Linked DNA regions of Rattus norvegicus: all the other regions are linked to region 1. Evidence: chromatin contacts called from public Hi-C data. All regions are on one chromosome and are shown on one strand. Each heading gives the region's core, a stretch centred on a gene start, on an enhancer-like site or on the middle of the called end of the contact. The rest is flanking DNA. Distances are from core to core; before and after follow the strand shown. Region 1 holds the start of Zfp36l1 (zinc finger protein 36, C3H type-like 1). Region 2 overlaps Rad51b (RAD51 paralog B). Region 3 overlaps Rad51b (RAD51 paralog B).

The links. A called contact is a pair of places that touch in the nucleus more often than the background predicts.
Region 2: a Hi-C map of psoas muscle shows a contact between it and region 1, with 9 times the contacts expected there. The contact joins the enhancer-like site here to the promoter of Zfp36l1 in region 1. A contact is called at or near these places in 2 of 12 Hi-C or Micro-C datasets (liver and psoas muscle).
Region 3: a Hi-C map of the A7r5 cell line shows a contact between it and region 1, with 2.0 times the contacts expected there. The contact joins the enhancer-like site here to the promoter of Zfp36l1 in region 1. A contact is called at or near these places in 1 of 12 Hi-C or Micro-C datasets (the A7r5 cell line) and 1 of 1 datasets of contacts at active chromatin or transcription factors (oligodendrocytes).

What each region holds. Positions count from the first base shown.
Region 1 is chr6:104,666,968-104,671,029 of GRCr8, reverse strand. It overlaps Zfp36l1 (zinc finger protein 36, C3H type-like 1), which reads left to right and starts at 2,340. Exons shown (of 2, transcript NM_017172.2): 1 at 2,340-2,509. The coding sequence starts at 2,453.
Region 2 is chr6:104,209,681-104,213,742 of GRCr8, reverse strand. Rad51b (RAD51 paralog B) reads right to left here. Exons shown (of 11, transcript NM_001399175.1): 8 at 2,175-2,271. Among named protein-coding and RNA genes, the nearest start is that of Atp5pdl1, 220 kb to the left of the region's middle. Within about 2 kb of position 2,097, at least 11 of the 93 cell types and tissues checked have an H3K27ac peak or open chromatin away from gene starts, as enhancers often do.
Region 3 is chr6:104,306,347-104,310,408 of GRCr8, reverse strand. The region is part of intron 8 of Rad51b (RAD51 paralog B); the gene reads right to left. All of the region lies in intron 1 of LOC134479408 (a long non-coding RNA gene), which reads left to right. Among named protein-coding and RNA genes, the nearest start is that of Atp5pdl1, 120 kb to the left of the region's middle. Within about 2 kb of position 2,343, at least 23 of the 93 cell types and tissues checked have an H3K27ac peak or open chromatin away from gene starts, as enhancers often do. A contact at or near this core is called in the A7r5 cell line, where this site is marked.

The DNA of each region.
Region 1 (4,062 bases), core at 1,091-3,590:
AGAAAAAAAAAGAAAAACAACAAAATTACTTAGGCAGTTCGGAGTGTCCAAGCCCGCTCCGCCGCCCCAGGGACAGCACCACCGGGCGAGGTCGCCCCTCCCCGGTCAGAGTCTCCCGCAGCTGAGCTCCGCAAACACTCGGGAGTTTAGACCAGCCGGGCGGGTCGTGCGGAATGAAAAGCCGAAATAGCTTCACATCAGGACTCAGTCTAACCTTGTGGTTTTAACGCACCCTGTTCTGTCCCGAAATCTGGAACTCATTACCTCATCACCGAGAAACGGCACGAAATCCGCGCGCACACATCAACCCCCTTGGAACTGGGGAGGGGACCGAGCAAACATCCCTTTAAAAAGAAACCTACAAACCCGAATGATTTAAATTAAGGTGGATGGAAGTTATTTCCCTTCTTGCCGCTTGCCAGATTTCAAGAAAAGATGAAAAATGGGAGCGGGGGAGGGAAGCAACCGGCGGCTGGACAGCAGCAGCACCAAAACCCAGGGGCAGCAGCCGTGTTAAAAATGGGGGAGCCATCAATTCAAGTCACTGGAGACGAATCAAGCAGAGACTCCGCGGGGAATTAATGTTAGGCTCGTGGGCTGCAGCAAAAGTCGTGTTTCGCAAAGTTAAAAGAAAAAAAACTTGTTTCTAAAACAGTTGTGATTTGGATGGTTTCCCTGGGTTTGCCCAGAAGCTGGCGATAAATAAAGTTTTGTTTTTTTTTTTAAAGTGTGCGTGTGTGTAAGGGGTGGTGCGCCTCGAACGCTCCGCTCCGCCCGCTCCGTCCTTTCCAGAGAAACGTACTTGTAATGGGGTGACCTAATTACATCGCAATGGAACTCGCTCGTAGCCACTCGGCTCACCGGGTTTCATAACAGACCCGGCGGCCTCGAATGCTGGGAAGAAACGTGCGAGGCCTGGGCGGCGCGGCCCGCGATTTCCGCCCGGGTCTCCACTGCAGCACGCGAGCCTGTGCCGGTGGGAGGCAGCCAAACCTAATAGTAAATAAACACATAGTTCGCGGTTTTAAAGGGCGGTATAATTCATTGAAGGCCATTGGGTTCCGTGGGTCTTATTGCTTGGCACCCCCAAACAGGGCATAGTGACAAGCCATATGTTCCGTTCGCGTGGGGGCGGGAGAGCAGCAAGAAGTTAAAAGTGTCGCTTCCCCCACCTCTACCTTCCTTCTTACCAAAGTAACTTCTTTCCCCTTGTTTTTAACATTCGGGGATGTGTGGAGGAGGTAGCCCGAATTCAAAGCGCGCGCGGAAAGTGACTTGTTGCTCTTTTATTTTCAAGGGGCGCCCATGAAAATCTGGATTTTTCTGTAGTAGCAAGTTTAAAGATCGGTTGTGTGAACGAGACGCCCCAACTAGGTCTGTCTAAAAGAATTCTGCCCAGGCAGTGGTCTAGTCCACGGTGCCCCCACCCTACCGGGCCAGCGCAGGCTGCGGGCCAGCACGCGTGTACACGAGCGCTGCGCGCAAAATCCTGCTGCTCTCGCCCCCGCCAGGCTGGGCTCTCCGGGAGGAAAAGTTTCTCTGGTCACCCCTACTTCTCTTTCCCATTGGTGGGAAACAACAAACATAAAACTCTTGACTCGAACATTTGGGGTGCTCCGCATTCCTAAACTCCTCTCCCGGCTCGTTTTGCGATGGGTAGCCGGGTGTGGACAGGGAAGTCAGGAGACGGTAAGTCGTGCGGGAACTTGGAGAAGTTTCAAGGGACACTAGCTCAAGATGGAAACCGCAGCCCTGGCCCGCTCGGGACCAGCTTCAGCTCCTGCTAGAGAAAAAAAGAGTAAGAGAGGAGAGGAGAGAAAGGGGGGTTGGGGGAAGAGAGTCGAGCCCGCCTTCCAACCCTTAAAAAAAAAAAAAAAATCAACAAACACAACAACCAGAACTCAGAAGGGGGTGGAATGAGTGATGTCACAGAGCCGAGCAGCGAGGCTGACAAAGGGTGGGCCCCCCTCCCCCTCTGCCCGGCTCGGCCCAGGGGAGGGGCGCCCCCAGAGCCCGGGAGCGGAGCCCGCGGACTCGAAACTTTTCCTCTTTAAGAAAAAAAAGTTTTGCGCCGCTCCGAGTGCTTTTTTTTTTTTTCCGCCTTCTTTCCTCGTCTCCCTCCCCCTTCTTCCTTTTGAAAGTTTCTTTCCTCCCTCCCTCCCCCTCCCTCCCTCTTGACCGCATGGCTGATTCAACCTCGGTGTCAATCAACTTTTTTTCCACCTCCTCTTCTTCATTTAAATAAGTTTAAAGCTCCTCCTTCCACCCTCCCAACCCTCATATCTTATAAATTGGGCTTTGCTCGCCGCAGCCCGGGAGAGTCAGAAAGGCGAGGGGCGCCGGGAGCAGGCGTGTGGGACTCCTGACCGGAGAGCCGGAGGCTGCGCCTTCCCCGCACCGGGACCTTCACGACACAACAGATCCTAGTCCTTGCCCCGTGCGAACGCCCACGATGACCACCACCCTCGTGTCCGCCACCATTTTCGACTTGAGCGAAGTTTTATGCAAGGTAAAGTAGGGCGGAGCGTTGGCTTTTTGAAAGTTTCTCTTGGGCTTAAAGAAACTAAAAGTTTGGGTCTGGGGAAACAGCGTAGAGGGAGTGAAGGACTCATTGCTTGTGTTTCCCTCCATGGTGAAGGAATTTGGTCATGTCGTCCTCACTCCCAAGTTTCAGGTCCCAGGTGAAGTTCTATATGAATTCGGGGAGCAAAGTTCTGGGCGACTGCTCCAGTTTGCGGGGCAAGGAAGTGCGGAACAGTGGTTAGGATTGGGACAAATTTTGAAGGGTTCTTTTCTGCATGGTGCACCGCTGGAGCTGGGGTAAGCGGATGGGTTCGGCTTCACGGTGTGCACTCTGGGTTTTCTGTGCCCGCTGGAGGTGTTCGAGGTTACTCAACACCTTTTGCTAGCCTGTGGCGTAGGGGTCTCTAGGAAAAACCAAGACTTAGGGCGGTATGTGACTGGGAGAATTTTCTTGTCTGCTTTGGGAGGCTAATAGGTAATGCGGCGAAGAAAAAAGACCAACTTAAGGTTCAAAAAGATGTAGGCAAAGTGACTCTGTAGTGGAGTTTGTCCGCCCCAGCTGAACTAGGCTTCCTCCGCGAGAGCTGGTCGATCATGCTGCAAACTTTGGGCTGAAAGTGTTTGCTTACCTGTGTGTGAGGCACTACGGTTCGTTGACTAAGGAATAGGGGAACAAAATGCTGCCAGACCTCAAGTTCCCGCCAGTTAGGATTTAAGAGGGCCAAAATGGGGTAGTTTGCCAGTCAGGTTTTCGGAAAGCAAAACAAAACACAAACTTTTAAAACCGTAATGTTCCAAGAGTGCGGTTGAAATGTTCAACTCTGTGGATGTTGTTAATTTTTTACCCACTCTACATCCCCCAACCCCCCAATTTGAAAGGCTGAAGCTGCTAGGCTACTTTTAATTGCTGAACTGTTTTTGCCTTCCCTTAAACACGTCGGGTCATGTTGCTCTCTTCCTAGCTTGCTGCTCCTGTCGATGCAGCTGCCAAGGCCCCAGGGCTGCAGGGTTGGGGTGCAGGGCCTTGCCGGAGCAGTAGAGCAACATCAAAACTTTGCATTTTCGGCTTCTTTCCCTCCCTGCGTTTTTCCAAGTCTGTTTGCCCCGGCGGCTGCCTGAGCTAGGCAACTCCATCCTTCTCGTCCCTGCTGCCCGCTCTTTGATCTATTTCTCTTTCTTTTGCCCCCTCCCCCCGCAGGACTTTTTAAATGAACCTCATTGTTGGGAACCGGCTCTCCTCTGGGTTCCTGTAATCCGCTCGGTGGGGTGGTTGCGGTTACAGGGTTACCGATTCCCGATCCCCTGCTGCTGATCCTAAGGGACTAACTTTAGAATTTGCACAATGACACACACCCACATGTGTCAGGGGCCTGGAGATAACTTTCAAGTTTCCTACCCCCACTCTTTCTAAATCTTAGGTCGTTTGAGCAGGTGACTAGGGTTTGTCCTGTCCCTGCTCACCTCCCCCCACCCCTTCAACACACACAATTGACTGAGTCGTGGAGTGTGTGTGTGCTGGTACGTTCTCATCTGCACTTT
Region 2 (4,062 bases), core at 848-3,347, 460 kb after region 1:
GAAACTAATGTCTAAAGTGGCGAAGAGTTTGCCCATGGGCATTAGTTAGCGCATAGGCAACGGTGACCAAGTAAAGGACTGAAACCACAAGCAGTTTATCCTATCTTGTGCCATATATTTCTCACCTCTCTCATAGGAACTTAGGGACCATTGCAATATATTTGATCAGGAATGAATGTTCTAAGAAATGACCCCCACCTCTTTGAAGTTCTCGGGACAGACTGTCACTGTCTCACGAGTATTAGGCAAGTGTTTTCCCCAGCCAAAATCTGTTCATTTTAACTTGCTGGTAAGTAACTCCATTTTAGACTTTGAGAAAAACACTCCCATGTCCTCTTTACCTATTCAGCTATACAAGAAAAATATCTTAAAAAAACAGAACAAACCAACAAACCCCCAACTGCTTCAATCCCACTAGGGTTTCATAGTCAGGAAGAGTTATTTACCTAAGGAGGAGTTAGGAACTCCCTTTGCTGTTATCATTTCCTGTTGCCGTTACACTAGAGTCCGAGGCCATTTCTTCCCCCTCCATTTTGTTCTACTTCTTTCCTTAATATGAAGCAGGAAACTAAGAAAAAGAAATCCACTTATTTCCAAATAAAGAAGGAAGATAGTTTCTTCCGGTTTCCTCAGAGCTGAACAAGTGTGTGTGTGTGTGTGTGTGTGTGTGTGTGTGTGTGTGTGTGTGTATGTATGGTTTGTGAGTATGTTTGTGTATAATGTGTATATATGTATTGTGTGTATGTGTGATGTGTTCATATATTGTAGGTGTGTGTGTGTTTGCACGTTGTATATTATGTAGTTGTATTGTGTGTGTGATAAGTGCATATATGGTATTTGAGTGTGTTTTTGTATATTATGTATGTGGTGCCTGTGGGGTGTGTGTGTGTGTGTGTGTGTGTGTGTGTGTGTGGTCATAACGATTTTTAATGACATAAATGGCAGAGTCAGTATCTTCATTGGAAATCATTTAATATCTACTTATTGCTCACAGTATGCCTACAACCTTTCTTGGTCACTGAGATAAAAGATGAAGACACAAAGAATACAGCATAGTGTGTGTCTCTGAGAATCCAGGAGTTTAAGCTGGATTTATTCCAGTGGGTGGTAAAGGGCTTGCTGTTAAAACATGCATGTGGCCCTAAATTTAATCTCTAGAAGCAGAAAGCAAGATCTACCAAGTTAACCTTAGAGCATTTCTTTACATAGCTGAGAAGGTAGAGAAGGCATAGAGGAGGAAGAGAGCGAGACCAATTGTATGGGCCAGGAGACTTTCTCTATTCAAGAGGCAGTCTTGGAGCCTGAAGGTCTTGCTTGGGAAGAAGGAAGTTTTCACTCTAAAGACAACACCAAGAAGCAGACGCATGGGGCTTCCAGGCTGAGAATAAGGTGGTGCTGATCCAGGAAGCCTACCTGGCCAGGCACTCAGGAGCCTCACCAGGACTGAAAGTCCCCTGTCTTCCATCATGACCAATTCTCAGAAAGTAGAAAGGGAAAATGGACTAGAAGGACTGTGTATGTCTACTCAGGCCCATAGTGCCATACCCCAAATTCAACGGCAACTAGAAGAGCCCAGAAATGTCAAGGGAGGACTTCCAACAAAATTAGAAACCACCTTTTGGCTGCTGATGTAGTTCCCCCAACTACTCAAGGCTCACTGCCTTCAAATTCCCAGCTAGTCTGACCTTAGCTAGGAGGTGGCAGAGAAAATGGGTGGATTCACCCCGTGGAGACTTTGTCATACTTCTTCTGGAAAGCTGATTGGGAATGTCACATTGCCTGCACATGGAACGACTGCACACTTTTAGACAGTCCAGAGGAGCTCAGTACAAAGAAAAGGTGAGGTCATCACGGGACCACCAGGAAAGGAGATGCTGGAGTATCGGTCTCAGAAACAGTCAGCAACTGGTAAGTGGGGCACTGCAGAGGGATAACAAGACTCCATCCATGGGGGCATGATGGATAGGTATGAAGATACCTCAAAGGAAACTCAGAGACAGCCAAAGACAAGAATAGATCAGCTGCCTTGCAAGATGTCCAAGCCTAAATCACCAGGCTCCAGGCAGCAGCACTGACCAGAGTCCAGTAGCCAGCCATGTCTCCTAGCTCTCAACAGGAGGCAGGAGTCTGTAAGTCAGTGTCAAGTTTCAGTCTCCCCAGGACAGATCCTTTACCTTCAGACGGGGACAAATCATCAGCTGGAGACACCAGGTCTGCTTGAGAAGGGAGGGCTCCACTCAGATGGGTCGTAATTTGATTCGTCAAGATAACCTGTGAACAGACAGGAGGGGGAAGGGAGAAGAAAGAGAGAAGACCAAATTAATTATTAGAGCCATCAAAAGGCAGGCTGTGGTTTAGGAGAAGAGTGATATGCCAGGTAGGCAAACCCCTGCTGAACCCTCACCAGCATATCTTCAGGCAGGGCCTGTAGCTATTCAAGGCCCAGAAAGCAGAAGTAGGTGGGCTTTCCTCAGCTTATGGCTGGTGGATTCGTCTCAGATGCCCAGCAAGCTGAGAAGTGTTACAGTCTTAGCTAAATGCAGAGAGCAAAGCGGAATGAAGAAGCACCGTGCACATTTTATAAAGTACCGATTTTGAAAACTGCTTCCCAAATCTAAGACATTGCTGGCACCGATTTTAAAGTCATCGTTTAACATTTGGAGGTCAGTGGCTTCTTCCCGATACCCACAATGACAGTTTTATTTCCAAATTTGTGAATCAGGAATAAGACTTGTCTCTAAAAGGACACAGGTTCCTTTTAAATTAGTTGATGTAGCAAAAGAAGTGTAGTTTTGCTATACATTTAAGACATAAGTTAACACAATTTTACTAAAAAATAAAGTTTGCAGCACTTAAAATTCCTGGAAAAGACTCTAAACTATGTAGCTCCCATCATCCAATGTTATACAATGCTTTTATATTTAGTAAGTCGAAAACTTACTTTTCCTTAAAAATTTCCACTAATAAAATCTATTGTTAAACAATGTAAAGAGAGAGAGAATAAAACGAAGATCCTCTTATTAGAAAATTCCAAGAACGCAATCATTTTCAAAGGTTCTGTGTAGGGTTTCCATCACGAGAAGGAAACTTCTGACACTTGAAGGAAACTTGTTGGTCACCTGAAGGAAACATCCCCGTGTGCACAATTCAGTGTTTGGCATGTGTACCTAATAGAACCGTCTTAACCTGCTGTGAGGGCTACCTTACAGGTTTGCCATCTTGACATGAACAAAATAACCTCCTTTTCAAAATCTCTTGTGGTGCTGGGATTGAACCCAGGGCTTTGTGAATGCTAGCCCAGTGCTCTATATCTAGCTACATTGAAAGGTTTCCACGTAATCCAGCTTTTCTACTCCACCTCTGTCACCATGGACCAATGCCACATATAAACCCTGAACCAATTAGAACACATGGTGGTTTAATGAAGGGGTGAGGGAGGAGGAGGAGGATGACAACAGGTCAGGTTAAGAACTGAGGGGTCCTATTAGCAGAGAAAAACTCTTAGAGTTGTCAGTGATGGGGAGACTCAGCTGTCTGCACACTTTCTAGGAGCGCTGAGCAGGATCCGGGAGCCAATGCAGTAGTTACCGTTCTCATTTCTCAGTCTTTCATTTTGCTATTTCTCATCCAGACTGGAAAGACTCACATGAGCTGACGTCAGCAAACACACCCCCAAATAACAACTATTTGTGTGAAAGAGTATTAATAACAAATTATGTTCACCTCTTACTTCATAATATATAGTGTGATATGGCTGTTTAATATAACTGGATTCAAATCGTGAATATATAGTATAAACTTCAAAAATCGTGAATATATAGTTTAATATAGCTGGATTCGAATTGTGACTTCAACATTCTGGACCTTGGAAAAGTTACTGAAGTGTTGAGCCCCATGTTCTACATACAAAATAGTATCTGTCTTATAGAATTTTTATGTGAACCGAGACAATCAATACAAGATACTTAATGGAATGCCTGGTAGTGAGTAAATGTTCAGTAAATGTGCAGAAGCCACTGTCATTATTCTAGAAGGATGACGTGTCTGTTAATGACACATTGT
Region 3 (4,062 bases), core at 1,094-3,593, 360 kb after region 1:
CCCACAAACATTTCTCATTTGACCCTCTTTGGGAAAGGAGGGGTTAAAAAAAAAAAGCTCTGAATATCTTTAGTGACTTGGTAAGCTCACCTTAACCTAGAGCCAGGTCCCCCATTTTGACCTGGATAAGGATGCCACAGTGGTTATCAAAGTCCCATTTATACTGTATGCACATTGAGCTATCTTAGTTCCTGAGAAAATTCCCATGAAGCCACACAGTGAGAGAGACCATGATAAAGACCTTGCCTTTTATTTCTCTCCTTCAGTGAAATTGGTCCCCAGGCACTTTAGACTTAGAAGTTCCACTAATAAGCCTGATAAACGGCAAGCCCAGCCTCTGCATAGAAACTACTTTGTATAGCCCCCTGAGTAAAATCCCCCGGGGGACAGAAGATGCCCACAGCTTTAACAATCCAGACATAACACAGCCTCAGTATGAGAACAGAAGACAAGCTCGTTCTGACATCCCAATTGAAACTACAGGCTGAATCGGACATAGAAGAATGCAATTACCTTTTCTAGTCTGATGCTACACTAAAGAAACTGGAGAAGTGGGATACCTATTAGGTCCCCACTAATTCCCCTCCTAAATTCAAAGCAGGGCTGGTCCCTGGAACTCATTTCTGAGTATTCTTACTCCCTGTCCTTGTTAGGCAGCTCAATTGATAAGTGCTTCCAGCTCATAATGCTTTCTGCTTAGCTCGCCCCCTCTTCTTTCCCATCGGCTCAAAGCACTTTACAAATATCACCTCATTATTCTTTATAGCACTCCAGCGAGCCTGATAGGTGGAAAGGTTCATTATCTTCTCCTCAGCAATAGGGGAAATAGACAAAGGAAGGAGAAGCGAAGCTAGCAAAGCAGAGGCTGGACTGGAAGTACAACTCGGCCACTCTCCCGACTCCAAATGTGCACATGTCCCTTGTCAGCTTGTAAAACTGATCCGCTGACAGGGTGGGGTTTTCTCCTAAGCACTGTTTTGAAATCCGCATGTCTGGAGGGAGGCTCGCACTGGGCCGGAGGGGGAAAGGGCAGGAGTTGAGACGGAGGATGCGTTCAGATGGCAGCACTCAGGTTAGACAAAGTTCTTAGCCAGAGTCGCAGTGCCTTCCCTAGGAAAGGAGATGCTTAGACAGGAGGATTTTTCCCGCTCGTATGTGATGGATGAGGAGTTCCTGATGACTGTGCTCACTAGTCCCTCTGACCATCTGGGCCTCATTCCTTTCGTAAGCTGGAAATGGCTTGCACCCTTGTCTTCTTACAGAGTGTTCCTTGTCATCCACCATCCACCTATGACAGGAAGCATCAGGGCAGCCAAGTGTGACAAGGCAAAGTGAAGAGGTGGCCCTGGTGCATTAAGGCCTAAAGAGATGGAGACCTGGGGAGCAGGAAGATACTGAACGGGCCGTAGAGGAAGAACTTAAAGTGTAAAGCTGCCAAACTGTGCCATGAACTGCGCCTCAGATTGAACCAGAGACACACCCTATATTCTGTGGAATTTATACTAAGTCCCCCAAAGTATCAGAAGGCTGGGAACAACAGGACTTGATGTGGCTTTTCCAGATAGAGGATTTGCCAGTCCCCCCCCCCCCCTTATGTGAACAATGGCCCAGTGTACCCTGTGGTGGCAATTTTCCATTTATACAGAAGTTCATTTTAATAATAATAATAATAATAATAATAATAATAATAATAATAAAGCACTGATCTTCAAGTTAATCAAAATTGGATTACACAGGTTTCAGGAGTTTATAATTTGGCGCCTGAGCCCCATAAGCCTGGACCTTTAGAAAACCTGCCATAGCTCATCTCTCTCATCTTCAACACTTACTTTTTCTAAATGATGCACTGCTGACCATCCAACAAAGAGCTGGAGAGGTAAGACAGTGAAACCAATATTTGTTTGTAGAAGCAGCTCCTGCCTCAAGAATAATGACCTTGGATAATAATAAAGAATGAGGCTTTGGGGTGAGGGAGTGGTTGGTTGCAGGGACCAGAGATAAAGGACTGACTATGCAACTGCCAGAGGAAGCACATTTTTGTAGTAATGAGGTTGTTTTTGTTGGCCTGATCTGTGCCTTCACCATGGGAACTGCGCCGTTTGCTTGCTGCTCCTACAGGGACTGCAGAACACTTTCCTTTGTACAGAGTAAAAGCAATGAAGAATAAGGATCCCCTCAAAGCCAGTGTCTTCGGGGGTGGGGGGTGGGGTGAATTGTATTCATCTCCACGTCCAGCTGTAAGGGCCACAGATTGCCAGATCTGTTCCATCTAATCTCGAGGGGCCTCAGACTGACCTTGTGGAACCTTCTTTCTGGGAAGTTAAGGAATTTCCAGGATTAGCTCAAATCTTGAGGCTGCCAACTGTGACAATCTACAAAGCTCTCTTAGGCAATGATTCAGACCCTATTTCTGCTTAAAGCCAAGATGGTTCCCAGTGAACTGGAAACACTCTCATTTCCTGGCTGTAGGCTATAATGGGAGTTGACCCCGGAAGAATTTTGGAAGGGCAAGCTTCAGCATTTCTGCATACTACAGATTGAACAGCTGATACCAGATATAGCTGAAATGTAATAAAACCTGAAAAGCGAGGTAAAGAGGTCATCATACACAAGTTTGAAAAAGAACACCACAAGAAGTGGGGGGAGTGGCATGTTAATGTCAATGATGGTTAATCTCATATATTTAACCACCCCAAATAGCACATTTTGGGGGGAAATACCTGGTGAATCTCCCCTGAACTGATTTTCTGGACATTCTAGCATAAGTCCAAATTTCTAAGTTCTGATTAGATAAAATACAGATTCCCCTCAAAATCTCTAATTAGAAAAGAATACATTGGTACTTTGGGCTAGCCCAGGTGAGAGCGCCTCAGATCCAGCTACAAACAGCACTGGCACACTGGGGCCCTCATCTTTCCCTCTGTCTCCTGAATGCTGAGGACATCTAAGCGGTTGACAAAATAAATTTCCAGCCTCCCTCTGTGGCCTCCTCAGGCTTCGGTCCCATCTGGAAAATGAAGAAACAGGACTAGAGAGCCTCTTCATATCCATCCTCTGCGAATTCCTGTAATGACTGCATCTTTGCAGGGTTGGCTCCAGCACTCCCTGGCTGCAGTACATTCTCTACCCTTCAGGCTTCACTGAACCCTAGTCCTCAAGCATGCCTAGCAGTGTCTGGGGGGGACTCTCAGATCACAAACTGAAGCTTTTTTTTTTTTTGGTTCTTTTTTTCGGAGCTGGGGACCGAACCCAGGGCCTTGCGCTTCCTAGGCAAGCGCTCTACCACTGAGCTAAACCCCCAACCCCAAACTGAAGCTTTAATGGACAGTTCAGTCAAATGTTTCTCCCATCCCTACAAGGCAGACTTGACTCTACTTGATCCAGCTGACCTCAGGAACTAAGGATGCTCTAAGAGCTCTCTAATCCAAAACAAAAGGATGAAGATCCCACATGTGAAGGCTTAGCAAGAAAACACACACATACACATACACACACACACACACACACACACACACACAGAAACACAGACACACATACACAGACACAGACACACAGACACAAAGACACACACAGACACAGAAACACAGACACACATACACAGACACACAGACACAAAGACACACACAGACACAGAAACACAGACACACACACAGACAGACACAGAAACACAGACACACACACAGACACACAGACACAAAGACACACACAGACACACACACAGACACACAGACACAAAGACACACACAGAAACACACACAGACACACACAGACAAAGACACACACACATACACACATACAGACACAGAAACACAGACACACACATAGACACACACACAGACACACAGACCCAAAGACACATACACAGAAATACACACAGACACACACACAGAGACACATACACATAGACACAAACACAGACACACAAACACACACACATAGACACAGACACAGAAACACAGACACACACACAGACACACATACAGATACACAGACACAAAGACACACACAGAAACACACAGAGACACACACAGACACAGACACAGACACAGACACACACACACA